Linked DNA regions of Mus musculus: region 1 is linked to region 2. The links are chromatin contacts, called in public Micro-C maps. All regions are on one chromosome and are shown on one strand. The core of a region is the stretch at or near the end of the contact, and the rest is flanking DNA. Distances in the headings are between cores, read along the strand shown. Region 1 holds the start of Ptprj (protein tyrosine phosphatase, receptor type, J). Region 2 holds the start of Rtn4rl2 (reticulon 4 receptor-like 2).

The links. Hi-C and Micro-C count contacts between places; a contact is called where the count stands out from the background.
Region 1: a Micro-C map of embryonic stem cells shows a contact between it and region 2, with 2.5 times the contacts expected there. The contact joins the promoter of Ptprj here to the promoter of Rtn4rl2 in region 2. A contact is called at or near these places in 1 of 39 promoter capture datasets (cranial neural crest) and 1 of 484 Hi-C or Micro-C datasets (embryonic stem cells).

What each region holds. Positions count from the first base shown.
Region 1 is chr2:90,579,050-90,582,207 of GRCm38.p6, reverse strand. Ptprj (protein tyrosine phosphatase, receptor type, J) reads left to right here and starts at 1,613. Exons shown (of 24, transcript NM_008982.6): 1 at 1,613-2,052. The coding sequence starts at 1,957. It overlaps Gm46752 (vegetative cell wall protein gp1-like), which reads right to left and starts at 1,453. Exons shown (of 3, transcript XR_001783391.2): 1 at 1,292-1,453; 2 at 838-1,097.
Region 2 is chr2:84,885,023-84,888,467 of GRCm38.p6, reverse strand. Rtn4rl2 (reticulon 4 receptor-like 2) reads left to right here and starts at 1,776. Exons shown (of 3, transcript NM_199223.1): 1 at 1,776-1,806. The coding sequence starts at 1,776.

The DNA of each region.
Region 1 (3,158 bases), core at 364-2,863, 5.7 Mb before region 2:
AAGGTGCTTTATTTATTTATTTGTTTATTTTTATTTTTTAATTTTTTTGAGATGAAGTCTCTTTATGATGTTACCCCAGCTGTCCTGGAAATCACTCTGTAGACCAGGCTGGACTTGAATTTACCTCCTCCTGTTTCTGCCTCCTGATTGCTGTGACTAAAGCTGTGTGCTACCATGCCTGGCTGGTGTGAGTGCTTTTAAAAAACACCTGTTTCTGCCTCAAGAAGAGTGAGGCAGGGAGGAACATAACTCCTGTGGGCTGTGATAACCAGATAGTGTTTAATCAAATGCAAAATACCAGAGGACAGGTGCAGCCCCTTTCCCCTCTGTTCTCTGCGTGAAGCTGGGACTCTGAGGCCCAAGGGATGCCTAGAAGCAGGCTGGACACCTGGTGGTCTACATTCCAGTTCTCATAGGGTCCAGACTAGATTCACTTCACTATCTTGGCTGCTCAGGTCTTCCCAAATAGAACGCTCCTGTTTCTCTGTTTCTCAGAAGGTCAAGGTTGAAGAATCTGCCTTCTGATTTTTTTTTTTTTTTTTTTTTTTTTTTTTGCCAAGTTGCTCCCACTTCCTGCCACACTGCTCCCCTCTCTCTGCCCGGTGAAACCCAACCATCCATCAAAGCCCAGCTCAAGTGTCACCTCTTCCTTTGGTCAGAATCAGTCTTTCCCTCCCTAGCATGCCTTGGTTTGGTACTGTCTGTCATTACTTCTAGGTGCAGTAGATAGAGCTCTTTGGTTTCCTCTCGTGAGCCTGGGCACAGTAGCAGTATTCGTGGTAATTTGTAACTCCTTTCAGATCAGGACTTGTGATGACAGCTGCCAGATGGGCTCACCTTATGTCCCACCCTCTTTGGGACTTTACCCATGATCTCATTTAATCGCCAGGCAAGTCTCGGTAGACAGGTACCCGTAGTATCTTCCTGTTACACAGGAGCATAGAGTGGTCAAGAGAGGTGAGGCATCTCTCTCCAAGTCACACAACCAGGATTACACAGTTAGTATATAGCACAGCTGGGCTTGCCATATGCCACAGCTGGGGCTCTAATCACTGGACCAGCTTCTGTGCAGGCTCTCTGACTTCCTGGCCCAGCGTCTGGGGAGAGAACAGAATACATGGTGTGCTTCCAATAGTTTCGGGGGGTTCACCCACACCCTCCCCCAAAGCCCACCCACGGGCCAGGCTTCACCAGATTGCGGTCTAGAAGCAAGCACGACTGTGACCTGGGCAAGAGGCACGCTCAAGCCAGAGCCAGGGAGGGAGTCCCAGGCTGAAGAGTCCCTACTGACCCATCCATACTAGCTCGTGGCTCTGGAACAGTGGAGCAGCGTCCCGGGTCCCGAGTCCCAGGAATGTGGGAGGGCTAGGCGGACAGGGAGGGGGCGCTTCCTCCGGCCGCGGGAGGGGAGACGCCAGAGCGTGCACCGGGCTCGCCACCGCCCACTCCCCGCCCGCCGCCAGCTCGCTGGGGGCGGGGGCCGCGGCGAGAGGGCGGCGAGGGGCCGCGGAGCACGGCAGCGGCCGGCCCGCCCGAGCGGGAGGAAGCGATGAATATTCAGAGGGGGAGGGGAAGAGAGGGGGCCGAGCGCTCGGCGCGGCTCCCTGCAGCCGGAGCCGCATGACGCGCGGAGGAGGCAGAGGGAGCAGCCGGGGCCGCGGGAGCCGGGAGCTGGGAGCCACGCGCGGAGGGTGGGCGCCGCTCGCTCCGCCCCGCGAAGCCCCTGCGAGTCTAAGGCCGCGGCCGCTCCGCGCCAGGCGCGCTAGGCTCCGCCGTGTGGCCGCCGCCGCCGCCGCTGCCATGTCCCCGGGGAAGCCCGGGGCGGGCGGAGCGGGGACTAGGCGGACCGGCTGGCGGAGAAGGAGGCGGAGGCGTCGGCTGGAGACGGAGACGAGGGCGCCCGGCTTCGGGCACACGGCGGGGCGCGTCCCGGGCACGTTCCAGGGCGCGCAGGGCATGAAGCCCGCGGCGCGGGAGACGCGGACACCCCCGCGCTCGCCCGGGCTCCGCTGGGCGCTGCTGCCGCTGCTGCTGTTGCTACGCCAGGGCCAGGTAAGCTCTCGAGTGGGCCTGGGCGTGTGGTAGGAAGACGCGGGCCGAATTGGCATCGCCTGCACCTGCCCGGGTGTCACCCGTTCCAGGAACACCCGGCGAGGGTCTGAGAGATCGTGGTCCTGGGAGCCTTCCTCCTGGAGGAGGCTGGCAGGGATCTTGGCCAGCCTCCTGCTCCCGCCACTCAGCCCCTTCCCTGGCTCCCGGGTGCCAGGGGAAGGGCAGGATTCCGGGGTCCCCAGGGTGTCCCCCGCCGTGCCCGTTGACTCTTCCATAGAAGCTCCCGCATGGGCTGCAGGCGGCGGTGGCCCGGCCTTTCCCGGAGCTGGTCACGTCTGGCCAGCGCGGGCCCTGCTTGCGCGCCCGAAGCGGCCGGAGGGGGCGTGTTTGCGGAGGGCTGTGGATGCGGAGCAGGGACGGCCTGGCTGAGCCGAGGCCGACCTACGACCCGGCCTGGAGGGGCACGAGGGCTTGGACAGAAGGGCAGTGGCGGTGGCCGGGTGCTTGGGGACAGGCCCTGGCGCTGGGCGGTGGGCGAAGCGCCGGACTCAGAACCGAGGGCGCTTTTTGTGGGGGAAAGTTCCCAGCCTTGCCAAGGTGGCCGCTCAAAGGCGTCCCTTGAGGCTGCTGGCTCTGTTCTCATCATCGCTCCTGAGATAGTGCTGGCTTTTCTGGGTGTGCATTCGTGCTTTGTGGGCGCTAGCTATACCCCTCCCCTCCAGACTTTTCTTTTCTTTCTTTTTTTTTTTTCCTTGCTTCACTTTTTTTTTTCCGATAATGGTGGGACTCGAATTTTGGATCTTTTCTCTCAGTGGTATTTTCATGGCAGGGGATGTGATGCAAGGCAGCTGGGGGGACATTCCCATTTTGCAGATAGGGAACTGAGGGAGAGAAGTGAAAGAGTGGAATCACCCAGCTGGTGCTGCGGGAGCTGAGCAAGCGAGTTCTGCCTCACAGCCTTCTGGGAACTGGCTGTGGTCTTGAACTCTGCAGCTGAAAGTGGCCTGGAGGATGCTCTTGTCTTGCTTTTTGCTAATGAAAGTCTCACTTGCTTTATAGGTACCAGCTCTAAACAGACAGTGAGACACAAATGAAGCATAGGCTGG
Region 2 (3,445 bases), core at 527-3,026:
CATAAAATATGAATAAGAGTTGGGGGAGAAAATGAGAGAAATCGAATGAGTACGAGAGAAGAATGGCAGATTATAAAAGGTGCGTGGAGTGAATGAGAAGAATGAGACTAGCATATATAAAGCGCCGACTGTATGCCGTGCACAGCGTTGGACCCAGGCACAGGTATGAAGAGGAGCCCGTGCCTGGACTAAGGGTTCCTCCGCTCCACTCGCAGGCAGGGTCCGACTGCATCCAGATGGCCCTGGCACCGCCGCCGTAGGCACCACTGCAGCAATCCCAACCCCGCGTGCGCCGCTTGGCGACAGTTCCCCAAGCGGCTCCCTTCATACGGGGGTTATCAAAAACCGTGTACTAGGCACCTTGGACTGACCAAGACTAGGGCGAAAGGCGTTGAGGCTTTTAAAATAAGGCGCTGAGGTCAGGGATTGGCTGACTCCGCCAGGATAGAGGCGTCTAGGGACCCTATGAGGCCCCTATCCGCCCCTTGGTAAGAAGAGGGTTAGAAGTTTTTGTGAACCAGCAGTCTGCTACCACTTTTGGATCCTCTTCTGCCCTCTGGCGAGAGATAAGAAATCATACCCTTTGGGACATATCACGTAAATACACGCGCGCACGCGCGCGCGTTCACACACGCACACAATTCGCACGCACGCTCAAACTTACACCCATTTGTAAAAAGCTTTAAGGTACATACAACACACCTGAACATTTATTCCCTTCTCCTCCCATCCCGAACTCGAGCGCGCAGAATTTCACACAGCCCTCGCGTGGCTCAACCAGAGCAGAAACCAGCGAGCACACACTAGTACTCCCGCCCTGGTCCTGGTTCCCGACAGGAATAAAAGGCCAGCACTCAGCTACACCTGCCCAAGCGTCTGCGCGCGCGAGCACGCGCACATACACTTGCTCACACGAACTCCTAGACACACTGGTCCTATAGCTATGCAAACCGCCCTGAGGGTCTAGGAAGAAAAGAAAACGTGACATTTTGCAGTCTTTAAGGGACGCAAACGATCGCGAAGGGCAGGGCAGGAGGAGGGGCGCTGAGTGGGAAACTGCTCTGAAACTGCATATCTTCTGGGAAAGTTGGGAAATCCTCACCCTGAACAAGTCAGGGGGTGGGGGTGGGGAGGGGACTTAACACTACTGCATGCGCGCGCGCGCGCGCACACACACACACACACACACACACACACACACACACACACACACCAAGAAGGGATTTCTCTAAAGGCATGGCGCCGCAGAGGCTACGGGAACACAGCCTTCCCGATCTCCCAAGGTTGGGAGGGGGCCGGAGACTGAGTGGTCTAGATGGAGAACTACTCCCTCCTCCTAGTAGCCAGCAAAGGGTTAAACCGGCAGGCCGGGAAGCGAGGGAGGAGCCAGCGAGTGCGGGAATGGGGGGGGGGGGGGAGCGCTTCTTCGCTGTCCCCACTCTCCCTCGGCGAGCAGCCGGGGCGCACGGACCGACCGACTAACCGACTCCCTGCGGGGCCGCGCTGCTGAAGGGGCGCGGACACCGGGTGTCCAGGGTCAACCCAGCCCTTTCCATCCCGTCGTGCCCCGCCCCGTCCCGTCGGGGCCGATGGCTCCTTCCGAGGCACGGAGTCCGGGGGGCGCAGGGTAGAACTCCGCAGCCCCGCTACGTAGCCCGGGACTCCCCGGGTCCTTACGGAGCCCCGCGGAGTCCCCGCCGTCTGTCCGGCGGGATAAGGGAGCGAGTGGGAGTGCCCTCCCCCCCGCCGCCCCCTCCCCCGATCGTCGAGACAAGATGCTGCCCGGGCTCCGGCGCCTGCTGCAAGGTAGGGACACCGGCCGGCGGGAGGACACTAGAGAGAGAGGCGCCCCTCTCCTTGGGCACGAGGGTGGGGCAGTGAAGGGGGTGGGGTGGGTAGGGAGCAAAAAACCGCTTAGCGCGGGAGCGGCGCCTCCGCCCCCAGAGCTGCCAGCCGCAGGAGGGCACTGGGCTTGGAGCCTGCGGGAATGTGCGGGGAGCTCGTGACCAAGGGGGGACGCGGAGGGCAGACCGAGCTGGCTGGGAGGAGGAGAAAGAGGCTCAGGTTCTGTTGTCCCGGCTCCACCTGCTCCGGGGGGACGCTGAGGACTCGGGCCGGCTGGGGAAGCGCCGACTCAGCAACTCCTCGTGCCCGGTGTCTCAGCACTTTCCAGTCACCTGGGAAGACAAGCCATGTGGGTAGGGGTCTGCCTGGGAATGAAGGGGGTAGAGAGAGATTCCCCAATGGCCCTGCCTAGTCGCATAGATGGAGGGGCTAAAAGGAGGCTAGTTCCGAGCACTGAGTGACAGCCAAGGGTGTGGGCTGGAGACTGGGGGCGGGGAGGGTAGGGGTCGGAGGGAGGAGGGGAGTCAGGATGAGAAAAGTGTCTAGGGAGGTGGGGGTGAGAAAGAGGAGGTGGGGGGCGGGATAAAGGAGGGGTAGGAGGAGGCATAAAGGTTAGACGACCAGAAACTGGGGTCCAGGGGAAGACCAAGGAAGAGGGAGGAGAGGGTGACCAGTTCAGGAGAGAGGTGTACAGGGGCATAAAAAGCTAGAGGGGAGCGGGGGGGGGGGGGGAGATAACCGGAAGGGTGAGGACTGGGGCTCTAGGAGATTGGAATGGAAAGGGGATGGGAGGACTAGAAACCAGCGGAAGCTAGTGAGGAAGGATAGATGTAAGACTCAGACACCAGGAAAATGGTCACCAGGGGTGGGGGCCGGGATCCCTACGCGGTAGAGTGATTTGAGACGGATTAGGATGTCAACAGAAGCCAGAGAAGGAGATGGAAGAGAAGCGATGGTGCCCAGGGAGTAGACAAAGAGGCTCTGGTAACCACTTCCACGTGGGAAGCTCTCCATTCCAAAGCGCCTGCCTGGTATAGCCCTTCTCTCAGGAGTAGCTGCTGGGCTAGTCCAAAGGACCCTGAGCTCGGGGTCTGGGTTAGAGCTGAGGGAAGGAGCGTGAGCACTTTGTGTGTGGGGGTGGGGGGCAGCCTCCTTGGGGTGGGTACCTGGGCTGCCTCAGCGCTGCCATTTATATCTCCAAGCCCCGACGTCGGATCCTGCCGCCCCACAGTAGCTGCTTATTTTGGGGTGTTACATTCTGGCAGAGTGAGAAGCTGTTTGCAGCAGCTTTAAAGCCTCCAGTCACCTGCATCGGTGCCTCCTCAGGCCCCTGCGTCACTGGTATGCCATCGCCCCCCTGCCACTCCCAAGGCCCCCCACCTCCTCACCCTCTGCCCCCTCAGCATCTGCCTGGCAGGCCCCTGGCTCTTCTCTGAGGCAGCGTTTGAGGTGTGCAGATGGTGCTTGTATTTAGGACCCAGCACCTTCTTTCTACAACTAGAGGCCTGTCTACTTTTACTGGGACATCTCTGCCCTATTATGGTGCACCCTGGTTCCTGCCTTGGACACTGCCCCCCACCCCTTCCTCCTCAAGTTTCTT